2 separate regions of the Anser cygnoides genome follow, and region 2 is linked to region 1. A link is a contact called in public Hi-C data. All regions are on one chromosome and are shown on one strand. Each heading gives the region's core, a stretch centred on a gene start, on an enhancer-like site or on the middle of the called end of the contact. The rest is flanking DNA. Distances are from core to core; before and after follow the strand shown. Region 1 has its middle 360 kb from the start of MYC. Region 2 has its middle 290 kb from the start of CYRIB.

Region 1 (6,977 bases), core at 4,234-6,733:
GATGGAAGGAATACCACACAACATACCTTCTGTGCATTTAGTGAACATCAAAAATAAGCAGATTCTAACTGCAGTGTTTCTTGTTGCAGTTTTCTGGAAAGACAGTGTACCCTGAAACTTCAGCACACAGAAAGATGGAGGAATGACTACAGGAGTACCCAACCTGACTCTTTTCATCATTGTTTGATAATACAAACAGTAAAGCTGAGCAGATTTGTGAAGGGGAAACAGAAACCTTACTGTTAGCATTGGAAGTGCCATGCTTTGGAAAGAAATGAAAATAGAAGTCACAGTTGAGTTATCTGTCCCTAAACCTTGCCCTGATGATCTATATATTTTAATAAAAATCTGAGAACCCAAGAATGCGTGTCCTAAAGTCTTGCAAAGTCTCCAGCAGATGGTGTTTTATTTATGAATCTCTATTGGGTCACAGTTGTTAAGGCTGGCATCTATTTATTCTTCTGCCCCAAAATATTATTATTGTAATTTGTATATTTAAGTGCCAGATTTTCTGATCTGGCTGAGCTGCTCTCATCACTAGAACAGGCACCACTGGCTTTAAGCCACTTATATCTTCCCCTGGAGTCTGGAGGCAGCCAGATGTCAGTCCAGTGCCTTGCATAAATTAGAGCAGCCTTTGGAATGGTCTGCCTGTATCTACACACACAAAGGGCTACTCTGGTGCCCAAGAACAGCCAAGACTGTGAGCACTCCATTTATGTCTCTTTTGCCCCTGATATTTCCTTCCCACTAGGGGAATAAAAAACACAATGCAGGTCTTGAAAAGTCTCTGCCTTATGCTGTGAAGAGATTTCATGTATATGGGAAATATTAAGGGGCAAGTGCCACCAGTTTCATGGTTGCCTGCATTGGAGGACTGGGACAGAGAGACTGTAGCATGACTGGGGTTTTATTACCAAGCATTAGATTTGTCTTTCTCCTTAGTACTAAAGAATACGGGGGGGGGGGGGGGGGGGGGGGGGGGAGTTCTGCTTACTAAAATATATTGAATACCTTCTATGACATCAATGAGACATTATATCACCTAATGCACATTACAGATTGGTAATTTAGGGCAGAGTCTATTGCTACCTGTTCCAGGGACCTAAATTACACCAACAAATTGTAGATGCAAAATTGTATCCATAATTTTACAGGTTTAAAAATTAGATTTTGGGTTAAAGCCAGTCTGAAAAATTGAATATAATATGTGTGCATGCATACAGATAGGGGATGTAAATTCTGACTGGTTTTCAAGGGAGCATCGGTAAAACATTGCCAAAGGGAGAGAACAAAGTTAGTATGTCTTTGGTATAATCACTCTCAGACATTATTTCATGACCAAGGTAATTTTTCTGTCTCTCTGGCAATATTTTACACAAATAATGCTAAAGAAATCTGTCCCTATTTGTTTCATTATGCTTCTCAGTGTAAATCTTCATCGAAAAGCCTTCTGAAACAGAAAGTGAATGCTGAATTGACGGGCTTGTGTCTGCAAGCATGGTGTGGGAGAGCTAATGCCTGAGTCACTGGGAAATGACAATTTTTTCTGCTATATAATCACGTCCTTACAGGAGGGAACAGGTGTGTGCATGTGTCTGTGCACATTGGTATATGTCTTTAGCATGGAAAGTGTATTTTTCTTTCATATCCATATCTTTCTGCTTCCTTGAAACATCTTAACATAGCAGGTGGCTAATATTTCACACATTTCCTCTTTAATCTGTGCCCCATTCCTTTGGCCTATATTTCTTGTAGGGATCCTTCTTTAAAATCTCTCTTTCTACATAGTCCTGATCACACCCATTTTACGTAATGAATGAAACACTTTTTTTTTTTCATGAAAAAATCCTTGAAATTACATCCGTATTATTTTCACATAGTTACTAAGCATGCCGTTTCCCCACATTTTAAATCATCAAATGGGAAAAAAATAAACATTCTGTTGCACAGAGTAATGCTGACACCCACACAAGTCAATTGGAGGTTGGTAACTTGAGATCTACCTCTGCCACTAGGCTTAAAGGAGAAACTGAGCAATAGCAGGTTGTCATTCCCTCTGTGAACAGCTCTGAGGGAGAACTGGACATTTTTTGCAGAGGGTTTTACAGAGGTTTGCTGACAGCAAACTCAAGAAATCTGGGTTCCACTTTGGGATTTGATGGGGAAAGTAATCTAGAGAGTACACCTTTCTGAAAGGTAAACCTTTCTGTATTTTCTCCTGTAACTTTTCTTGTGTCTATTTAGTCTCAATTGCTTACCCCAACAGATCCACTCACCTCTCAGTGCGGGACCAAAGTCCTGAACTTTTCACTGGCAGCATCTTGCCCTAGTGGAAGCTCCTCTACCAAGCAGGCAATAGAAGACATTGCTCAGGTCCTAGTGGCTTTTTGAAAGAAGACCCTTCTCTGTAGAACCTGTAATAGCATTGAGTGAATTTCATTAGCAAATCAGCCTGGGGGACAGCATAGTCAGTAAAAAAAAAAAAAAAAAGAAAAAAAAAAGTCTCAGAGGATTTGCAAGAAAAAATCAAAGATACCACCATAGAAGACGCAAACCAATACATGGAAGGCCAAATGTAGGTCATTTTTGTGAGCACAGCCAGACCATCCATAAAGCAAGTCCTAAGTGCTTCTAAAATTCAAATCCCTACTCCAAAGTATAAGGTACCAGGAGTTTCTAGACGTAATTTCACTTCTCATATTTATATATACATATATAATATATATATGATAAGTGAATATATATATATGTATGTATAGATACATATATAATCTTGAGCAAAACCAAACCAAACTACCTATTTCTGGTATTTTTTTCCTAACTTCATTTATGCAACTAGCTGACCCTATCTGGTTAGGGAAAAAAATACAGGCATGTAACAGGGAATATCAAATGCCAAATTTTTAAAGATTAGAAAAATGATAAGCAGATGAAAAACAAACTTCTCTAATGGGATGCATCAAGCTGGCATTACCAGCTGGCATATGATAACATATTCCACATTCAGTGGCTGAAGGATTCAAAGAAAATTTGGGAGTTAAGTCTTCAGTACAGAATTGGACACATAACACCTATTGCCTTTCTTGAAAATCATACACATATCTGTAATATGAAAAAAAAGTTTTAAGTGTGTTCTCATAGCAGAACAGATGGCGGGATGCTCTGTTTTTTTAGTGTTGACTGAGGCAGGTTTTAGGATAGTCTTTTCATTTAGTGCCTGGAAATCATGTAAACACAGCTCATTTGCTTCTGTTACCTAGCATGACTGTCTCAGGATATAGTCACAAATCCTCTTTCAGCTCCAGCTCTCCACAGCCATTCATCGCTGCATTCATACTGGAAATTACTACCCCATCAGTGAAGTGGCTCACATGAGCAAGTCCCCAGCTTTCTCTAACCTGGTTAACTAACCTGGTGAAAATGGTGGTCCTCTTTGTCTAAATTATCAGGGAACCACTCAGCATGCAAGTGGGAGAGGAAGAATACTCACAGGTGGGTGTGGAAAGAACAAGTGAGGAACAGATAAAGTGATCTCTTTAGGAAGCACATCTGGAGAATGAAAGTCAGGTCTTTGTGAGCAGCAGTCCATTGCCATTTCAGTGCAAATGCAGAATATCAGCATGCTTCAGTTTCGTTCCTGTCTTGGAAAATATCCCATATCTACCACGTAGTCTGAAAATTCTTGCTTTGCGTGAGGTTGGAGATGTCTGTACCTCTGGCAAGTTAATCACATCTCCAGAGCACTGGAAGCTGTGGAGAGAATATTTTCCTTTTTGAAGCAGTCTCATATTAATATCTCTATGAGTAGGAAAATAAAGAACTGACATTGGCAAAGATGATTTGAGCAGATCCCAAAAGAGAGGCAGAAAGAAGTTATAGGGCAAACAATATCTCACATTAGGATGCAAGTCTACTCTCTTCCTCTCCTTGCTTCACCCTTATCAAATTTCCCCACAGAAATCAAAGTCCATTACTTCCCAAAAGTAGAGGGATCCACATACTGACAATAGAGCCCCAAAGACACATCTATGTCCTTGGTGAGCCATGAAAAATTAGGGATCGCAGAGTTAAAAATATTCATGGAAAAAATGAATCTCATAACAGATTAGAATTTTTTAGAGTGGCTTGTCCGAAACATATCCTGTTTCCAGCTGCACTTGTTTGGCTGGCGCAATTAGTCACATGTATACCATAGTATTGTTATCTTCTCATCTCATTCCCTGTCATCCTTTCTTTGTTTTCTCCTCCTGAAAAGAGGAGGGATGGATTTGATGACTCCTAATCTCTATGATTCTTTCATAGTAACTTCCAACTTCCTAGCTAAAGTGTTTATCAGAGTGAAATTAATGATTCAGAACAGGAAATGCACTGCAAGGGAAGTGGAACTATGAGGGTAAGACCTAACCTAGTAAAGCTAAAAGTAGATTGTACAGAAATGTATTCTTCATCATATCAAAGTACCACAATAAGGATAAAAATCATGAAGAATTGATGGTACCAAGCAGCAGTAATACTTTCCATGGTGGCAATTCTGTACACTGAATTCTCTTTGCCATTGTTAGATTTTGAAAGCTTATGGGTGAATTTGTCTCTCATATGGTTCTCAGAACACAGTATTTGACTTTCCGTCATCTCCTAAGTTCTGCTGGGGTGATCTGAGAAGTGTGTGTGGAGAAGCGTACAGATTTTTCTGCTTCTTGCAAGCAGTCAAACAAGGTAATGTTCTCCTTGTTCTTGCTTCATTGAGTGGGCAGAAAAAAGGTCTTGTCCTCAAACATTTTCACAAGCTCTTTAGTAGCAGGTGTATCAAAGGTAATTTTCCTACTCCTTTATGATGCTCTGAAAACAGTCTGTAGGAGGTACACTTTAATACAAATCGTACGCCCTTCAAGCTTATCAAAGTGTACTTGGATCGGTATCATTAGGGTTTCAGAGTCTTTATAGTTTTTGTGATAGTGAATAACAACATGTACTTGAATTATAGACTGATATATGTGTTCACATAACTTTTGACACAGTTGGATCAGAATAACAAAACCTGTTGCAGTGATAAGAGTGTCAGTAAACGATTAAGCGATCTTCTGAACCAGCCCAAACAACAGCAAACTGTTTATAGCTTTTAATATGCTTCTGACTGCATTAGATCCGTGTATCCCTCCCCGCCCCAAAAATTCTCATGCACATTTTTTGCAGATTTGTTTCCCTAGAGATTGTACTGCATTTCTGTGAAACAAACTGGCTGTGAATGCTAAATCTGGTCACAACCCAGAGGACCCTACTCCAGCCCAAGCCTATTTAGGAAGGGAACAGCAATTTGTTTTCAATGACTTCACTCACCCTTACTGCAATGTTTCCAGTAAATTCAGGCGTTGTTCTTCTCATGTGAGCTCAGCATGTCATTTCTAATGTGCCCCTGACTGAAATTTTGCATTAGTTACTGAAAAAAGTTTTTTTTTTTGTTTAAATGTTCTTTATCTTCCATGTAATTATGCTGAATCATTGTAAAAAGAAAAAAATCTGATGAGCTATCCATATAAATACTAAACGACATTAGATCATCACAACTGGTGCTGTTAAAGCAAACATAAATACCTAATTATTAGCCAGCAGATCTAAAATGCTGCCAAATAGGTTTTGGTCACTATGTTTATACAGTGACAGATTTTCATGTTAGTCATATCCTTCTGAACAAATGTTTTGGATGGACTCTTAAATCAGTGTCCACAAGGAAATAGGAGGCAGCCAAACTCTCTTGAATGTCTGCCATTGACAAAGGTTAAGCATTTACAGTCACTCTCCGCCTAAGTATTCTAAGGAAACATTAAGGAGTGAAAAACAGAAGGCGAGGATGTTCTGTACTCTCAGCAACAATGCAGCAAGGGCGACAGAAACAGATCCAAAACAGCCAGTTACTGGGCCAGATCCTGTTCCCATTAACGTCAATGGTAAAACTCCCTTTTGGTCTAGAGGGACTAGGATGGGGCAATGGGTCTTTAAACTGACTGAGGAAGAAATAGCGAGGTCTTGACTTCTCTCTTTTTGCTTCCACTTCTTATTCATGAAGTGGACTATTTATTTATTTATTTATTTATTTTACTTAGTCCCCTTTGGGACTGAGTAAAACTGAGTCAGGATGTAAGCATGTACCTTAACCAGCCTGTTAGGAAGGCTAATACATTTTATATCTACTTAAAGTAATTTCCCTAAAAATTATACCCATTTTCCCCATTTCTTTTTTTTGGACATTTATAACATTTAAATCTATTCTGTCCCATTTAGTTTCACTCACAAAATCAGTTGGAGTAGACCAATGGAGCAATTTGGTTTGAGGGAAAATAGCAATAGGGCTGGGATACATTTTAAACCTAGGGGAATTTTGTTGTTGGAGCCATCACTTCATATGGATATAAGGCCATATATTTTCGGATGAGTTCATGGTCTCTGCCCCAGCTTTTAAACTTTACCCTTCACATAAACCTCATTACAGGGGTTAAGACAGATGGATGTATGTAATTTGCTGACCCAGCGGCCAGGTCCTGATATTTCTACAGTAAGATGAATATACCTGGAGGCACCCCAAGGAATGGACTAGCATGGAGAACTGCTTGCAGGCTTACAGGAGAAAGGGGATATGTCCCTCCTTCTCACCTGAACTACATGTCAGTAATTTTGCATTTTGATCTCCTTCTCACCTTTTGGACAAATAGACAAGACAGAAGGACATATAACATGTACTTCACCATTTCTTGTCTTTCAGCACTGAAGATCCAAGGGCAAAACTTCTCTGAATTTTGTATACTTATGTACTTGTGCAAACATATTGCAGAATAGGGGAGACAAATATATCTAGAATTTAGATCCTTTTTTAGATCCTGCTTTTACCCTTTAGTGTTCCACTTTTCTTATCCCTTAATGAGCAAGAGATGACGATTTGTGCATAAAATGAAAATATAGATATTACTCCTGAAGTCAGA
Region 2 (7,137 bases), core at 1,394-3,893, 240 kb before region 1:
TTTTATGTAGAAACAAAAATAATTGCTTTAGATTGACTCAGAAAAAAAAATTTTGATCCAAACACTTTGGACAGTGCTTTCTTTTCCCATCAAAATTATGCTCTTCCTCTGGAAAAAATAAAATAAAATCAAATTCATGGAATCATAGAATTGTTTGGGTTGGAAGAGACCTTAAAGACCATCTAATTCCAACCCCCCTGGCAGGCTGCTATGAAGTCTTCTTGTAGCCTTCTCTTCTCCAGACTGAACAATGCCAACTCTTTCAGCCTCTCTTCACAAGAGAGGTGCTCCGTCCCTCTTATCGTCTTTGTGGCCCTCCTTTGGACTTGTTCTAATATGTCCATGTCCATCTGGTGCTGGGAGCCCCAGAGCTGAATGCAGTACTGCAGGTGGGGTCTCACAAGAGCAGAGTAGAAGGGGAGAATCCCCTCTCCCACGCTGCTTTTGATGCAGCCCAGGATATGGTTGGCTTTCTGGGCTGCAAGAGAACATTGCTGGCTCAAATTGAGCTTCTTATCAACCAACACCACCAGGTCCTTCTCATCAGGGCTGCTCTCAATAAATAAATAAATTCTGAATAAATTCAAAAACTATAAAACCAATATATTAAAACAAAGATAAAGTTCAGAAATGTAAAATTAAGAAGATTATTAAAATTTATGAATAGAAATGAGACATTATCCTCAAGAGCCTTCCTCTATCTCCTATTTCCACTGTCCATTTTTTTCCCTCTTTTTGTGGCAGAAACTACTCACCATTTCTTAATTGCTTCAGTAACCTCCGTAAACTGCATTTTTGTCAATTCATTGTTCAGTGAAAACATATCACCCAACTCTAATTATAAAAACATTTATTAGTGTCAACTCTAATGTCACACACATGATTGTGTCATTACCTCATCTTAAATTGCAAGGTCTTCATAACAGAGACCGTTTCTCACCATGTGGAGCTGAGCTCCCAAGAGCATGTAGTGGAGACCTTGTATGAGGCTGCACAAATGGGAGGAAGATCATCACATCTTACTTCTCTATGGGGTTTCTTCCTTAGCCTTGAAACTGTTTTATTATTTACTTCTTTCTCATGCAGGCAAGAGGAGAACTGGGGCAAAGGCTTTAAAGCTGATATTGGCCTCTTGTAGGAACACATTAATCTTTGCTTAGTTACCTTTAGATTTCCTTACTGACTTTCTCTGAGATGTGGCTGTGCATCTACTCTTCACTCCAAAGCAGATAAACAATGGCTTCTTGCTGCTTGAGCACCATCAGAACCCCATTGGTACAATACTTTCAGGTAATATTTGAAAAAAGGCTTAGCTGGATCTGAAAAAAAAAGGGAAAGAAAGCCCTATCCTATCCTATCCTATCCTATCCTATCCTATCCTATCCTATCCTATCCTATCCTATCCTATCCTATCCTATCCTATCCTATCCTATCCCATCCCATCCCATCCCATCCCATCCCATCCCATCCCATCCCATATCCTATCCCATCCTATTCTATCCTATCTTATCCTATCCTACTCAGAGGGCAGGCGGGGCTGTTTCATATGTTTTAAACAATCCAGCTACAGCTGTGAAACTGGTGATAGAAATGCTTATCAAAGGACCTTGAAAATGCTTGCAATTTGTACAAGTCTCCCCAAGGAGAGGAGGGGGAGGAAGGAATTCCACGGTAATCCATGTTATAGAAAATGCTCAAATGTATGTAATGCTGATTATTACCACCTGCTCAGCCTCTTCTATGTTACAACCCTCCTGGGAGAGGCATACTTAAGGGTCTTGTCAAAAAATGTCAACTTTATTTTTTTCACCAGATGCAGTAACTTTCCTTGAAGACCGCCTGCTTTGGATCCCACGTGAAAATACCATTAAGCCTTCAGAGAAGGGGCTTGGGGATGGCAATCAATTTGGGACTCATTTACGGCTGTTGCAGAGCTTTGAAGGGCTCATTGCTCCCTCCACCATTACTGAATAGGCAAGACAGGGGGAAATACTATCTGTGTCATTCCTTCTTTATTAAATAAAATACAAATAGGAAGCACTTGATTTGATTGCCTATGATTTCTTTTAATTAGAACCCTGAAGCCATCCTCTTCCCACAGGCTAATGCTGTTAGATGATCTTGAACAATGTGTGCATTACAACACCAGCAGTTCAACCACTTTTCAACTACGGTTATGTGTCACAAATGAGTTGACAGCCGGCATTACGAGGTGCCTCCCATGAGCCAGGAACAAGGATGTTATATGTTTGTACATAAAGAAGTCAGGCAAGGATTTTCTGGCCTCATTCAATTGGAAACAAAGAGAGTGTGTTACCAGGATTTCCGACAGCTAAAAAAAAAAAAAAAAAAGTCCTTTCACCTTTGTATTTTAAATGATGCTGTCAATGATATTCACAGTGAAAACTGTCCTGCTGAAATCCATTGTTTTCCTTGTATTTTGCTAGGTAGTTGCTTTTGCCTTCTGTAGCAATCTGAGGCAAGGAAAGACAGAGAAGTAGGTTATGTCTATTTAAAGAGTTTTAAGTGAAAGCCGAATGCCAGAGAATAGATCAGACGAGAGTATCTTTGGCGTTTGCGTGTCTGTCCCTAGCACACTGCATGCTATTGTTGATTCGTGCTTTGGACAGGCCCCTTGCAAGGTTTTAGTTCTTTGCCTGGTTAATGTTTAATGCTACATGCATTTGAAATAAGGGTCAGAGTGCGGTCACTGCTGGTAACTAACTGATTCTTTTTCAGACTTGTGTTGGGTTCACAGTGGCAAGCTTTGAAAAGCCCTTTCAGTTGAGTCTGGAGGATACAGCTATAAGCAGAAGGTTTAGATCAACATACCTGGGGGTCCCAGACTCAGACCCTGCCACTGATGCTGACTCTCCATGTGGCCTGAGGCAAATATCACATGGGCAAAAAGCCTATGCACATAAAAATCTGGCATTTTTTGCCTCTTTCCTTTTATATTTTGTCTTGCCAACTATATCATGAACTCCTAAGGTCTCAGATGGAGGACTTGAAATTAATTATACTCTCTTAAACACCATCATAGTCAAAGGGAAAAGGAAGAACAAGAACTCATAAGCTTTAAAGACATTAAACAAATGAATCCATCCGTAAGCAGGCAGGGAACTTCCTGGCTTTCACTTCATTCCTGATGACCAATGTGACTTCTGTAAACCATTAAAAAAAGACTTGTTGGGGAAGTCGTAATATATCTTTTCAGCAGATAGGGAGGAGTGAAGGCAATTTCTGGATGAATGAGGTATCTTAAAGGTCTTTATTTAGCCATAAGGTTGACCTAACTGATAGAGAATTATTATGCTGGTCTTTATGGTAGAAGACAGAAATAGAGTGTCTGATGGGCTACTGGTTACTCACCCAAAACCAACAGAAATATATTCTTTATTATTTTCTGCTGAGTACAGAGTGCCTGCAAAATCACATGAATTTGCTTGGGTAATATTGAAAATTAAAGCTTTCAATCAACTGGGTTATAGGCAAAGCTTGACAGAGTCCATCTACATGTCTACAGGAGAACTTCATGTAAGAGCACTTCCAGAGCTATCCTGATTCCTTATCAAAGGCTTGAGAGAAATTGCAATGCATAAATCTGTTAATTACTGCATCATAACCCCATACTGTTAGTTCAACAGTAATTACCATTTGGCAAGTAAGTATTTTCTTTTTCTCAAGCATCCTGTAACAATGACTTTTCTACAGGTGTTTTTTTGTTGTTGTTGTTTTTAATATATATATCTTTTTCCATTTCAGCTAATTGTCTGTGGTTTTGTCAGTTCTTTTTAGACAAGCAAGAATGTAAGAAGAAAATTAACCCTGCTTTCATATCTGTTTCCTCATATAACCTACAAGCTTTATACCACTAGATAACTGCCAGAAAGCTGATTTTCCTGGATACAGTGTACAGTCTGCTGCAAGTGGGCACTGGGTTGACTGTCAGCGGCTGGCTGTGCCTCCTGAAAAAAGGAAAGACTCAGTGTGTTTTTCAGTGGTCTGAAAGACGTGGAGGAGCGTTAATTCATTCCCTCCCATTGGACATTTCTGTGATCATCCCAAATGGTTTATGGCTAAATTTCTGTGGGAATTACTGGAATTCTCTGTGGGTCTGGTGTCAGAATGAGTGCATTTGCTCCCCTTGGCAATACAAGGAAAGGTTCAGGGCTTTTCAACTGTGAATCCACCAGAACAGGATTCTGTAGTTATGAGACAAATAACAGAAAGCCAGACATCACTTGGAAAAAATCAATGAGACACGTTCAGACTGTTGTAGCATAAAACAGTCCTAAATGAGCAAGTCCAAGGCCATTTCACTCAGTGCTGAAACTGGAGACCATTACATATAGGAAAGTTAAATTGGAAAAAAAAAAATAAAATCCTGCGGATATGGCATGATAGGAAATAAGCATTTGTATTGTATGGACTCTTTGTTGGTGATCCAGGATACTTTCAGTGTTAGGCCATAGATACCTAAATGAAGACTCTCAATATCTATATAATTTAATTTTATTCACTGTAGAGGGACTGAGCAATAGTCTTGTGGTTAAAGCATAGACCTGGGAGAAAGGAAGATCTGGACGTAAGCCAGACCACAATTGAAAACTTCAGAAAATAATTCCAAATACTTACATCAGGCACCCAGAAACAGAGGTATCCCAAATTAACTCTCTCTTTTCTAACTGCTGACTTAAATTCTCACTACCTCTGTTTTTCCCTGTGCAATGTAAATAGATTTAGTAATAAAGAGAAGAATTTACTTACTGTATATAAAACATTGCTTTTCTATAAAAATGAGATGATAATAGGCTCAGCATTCTACCTCATAATAATACTAAATGATTTGCTACCTATTTGTTATCCGTTACCTGTGCAAGGTCTCCTGAAATGCAGAAAGAACACCCTAACCAAATACATGTTTTCACAATACAGAATTTTACAAAAAGTATTTTAAAAGAGTATTTTCTTCAAATTTCAGAGTTTTAAATGTTTCTGCTGACACAAAAACCTTCAGCATTTCGTGTTAGTTTTAACCTTATTAAAGTAACTTGGCCTTGCTGTTGTAAGGCTTTGGCTTCTGCCACACTGTAAATGTTGAATGCTAAACAGAATTGATGGGGGGTATTCTTACTAATTGCCACTTGTGAAAAGATAATTATATTCTCTCTCTTGGATAATATGCTGTGGCATTTGGGACTAGCTAAGCGTGACCTACCTGACCTTTCTTGTTGTCAGTTTTGGAGTGAGTGGTGTGGAAAAACAAAGGCTGGTTGAGAATAGGAAAAGTGATTGCAGGTCTTCAGCCTACCATAATTCATTTGGAGGGAAAGTGTTTAACTCAAACAATAAAAAATGTCTGTATATGTTACTGGGATTGACTGGGAAATGTTAGGATTGAAAGCAGCACTGTTTTATTTTGTGGTACAGTTCTAGTGTCTTTTTGAAGTCCCAATATATGAAATTTATATGCAGATGTTATACATTTAATTTATTTATTTATTTATTTATTTATTATTCATTTATTTCGGCAAAATACCACTAAGAGAAGAATTTGCTGGCAAACTTCACTGCACCCTAGCAAACATGGACTCTGAGCAGGTGAAAACATTTTTGTTTTGTGGAACAGTTACCTGTTGAAAAATGACAGTTCATGAAAACTAAAACATTCTATCAATTCTGAGGGCTGTTTTCCTCATATCTAGGATGACTCTACAAGAACAGATGGACTGATTCAGAGTTTCAAGCCCTCTTAGGGAATACTATTCTCCAGTTTGAGTCCCTGCTTGTTTTCTGGACCATACAGAATCACAGAATCGTCTAGGTTGGAAGAGACCTCCAAGATCACCTAGTCCAACCTCTGACCTAACACTAACAAGTCCTCCACTAAACCGTATCACTAAGTTCAACATCTAAACGTCTCTTAAAGACCTCCAGGGATGGTAACTCAACCACTTCCCTGGGCAGCCCATTCCAACGCCTAACAACCCTTTCGGTAAAGAAGTTCTTCCTAATATCCAACCTAAACCTCCCCTGGTCTAACTTTAGCCCATTCCCCCTCATCCTGTCACCAGGCACGTGGGAGAATAGACCAACCCCTACCTCGCTACAGCCTCCTTTAAGGTACCTATAGAGAGCGAACCATCTGTGAACCTGGTCTCTCACATCCTATGCAATTACCTATTACCAAGTCTTCCTAGGGCTTCCTTCTCATTTTTTTACTTTTTTTTTTTTTTTTTCTGTGAGAAATTATGAAAAGTTTCATTTTCCTTCTTTATAGTCATGATATCATGTTTGATGCTTTGATATGTTTTAAGAAACTGAAGTGCTGTTTTCAGCTCTACATTTTTTTAACTTTCATGCTCAGCTTCCAAGCTATCCTGTCACTTCTGCAACCTTGATTATGACAGTTGAAGGACTAAGGGATCACAGTGCTCCATCTGGAAACTAGGGAGTATTCAGCGCTCCATTGATGAACTGGGAAGAGTGCCCCTTCCTTTCCTCTTCTCCATAGTATCTTGTTCTTGTCATTGCTGTTTTTGCTGTTTCTTTTGTGTGTGTGTGTGTGTGTTTGGTTGTTTTTGTGTTTTTTGTTTGTTTGTTTGCTTTTAATTTTTTTTGACTGTTACTTGCATAGGACAACCCACTGAAGTGAAAGTCTGATCTCCTCTAACACTCAGCGTGCTATTATTACAATGCAAATAATTAACAAGATGCAGAAATCATTATTAGAAAACTGCAGGGGAGCAGACACAAGAGCAAAACTAACTTAATTAAATGATGAGGTATTTGTTACCAAATCTTAATGTCTTTTTTTTTTTTTTTTCATGTACTGTAGAAGGAAGGAAGATAGAGTCATTCCACTAGATTTTTGTTACAGATTTTGACACTTATTGCTTTGCAAGTTAACCGTCCATTTACTTTTGATTACTTTCTGCTCTATTCTACTTGTTGCTCTGCTGTGTTGTGGTTAGGTTTCAAGCAAAACTTCACCCCTAAGACTTTAGCATGTTAATCCCATTTAAATCTTTCTTTCATCAAAGCTTGGCAGATCTACCACCACTTCTTTTCTTTACCTGTCTTTGCAGTTGTCACTGACAATTATCTTATGCTTATTCTATATCTTTGCTAAAA

What was found. A called contact is a pair of places that touch in the nucleus more often than the background predicts.
Region 2: a Hi-C map of liver shows a contact between it and region 1, with 1.9 times the contacts expected there. The contact joins two enhancer-like sites. A contact is called at or near these places in 2 of 7 Hi-C or Micro-C datasets (both in liver).

The regions. Positions count from the first base shown.
Region 1 is chr2:153,523,372-153,530,348 of Taihu_goose_T2T_genome, reverse strand. No RefSeq gene overlaps it. Among named protein-coding and RNA genes, the nearest start is that of MYC, 360 kb to the right of the region's middle. Within about 2 kb of position 5,483, at least 1 of the 3 cell types and tissues checked has open chromatin away from gene starts, as enhancers often do. A contact at or near this core is called in liver, where this site is marked.
Region 2 is chr2:153,756,642-153,763,778 of Taihu_goose_T2T_genome, reverse strand. No RefSeq gene overlaps it. Among named protein-coding and RNA genes, the nearest start is that of CYRIB, 290 kb to the left of the region's middle. Within about 2 kb of position 2,643, at least 3 of the 3 cell types and tissues checked have open chromatin away from gene starts, as enhancers often do. A contact at or near this core is called in liver, where this site is marked.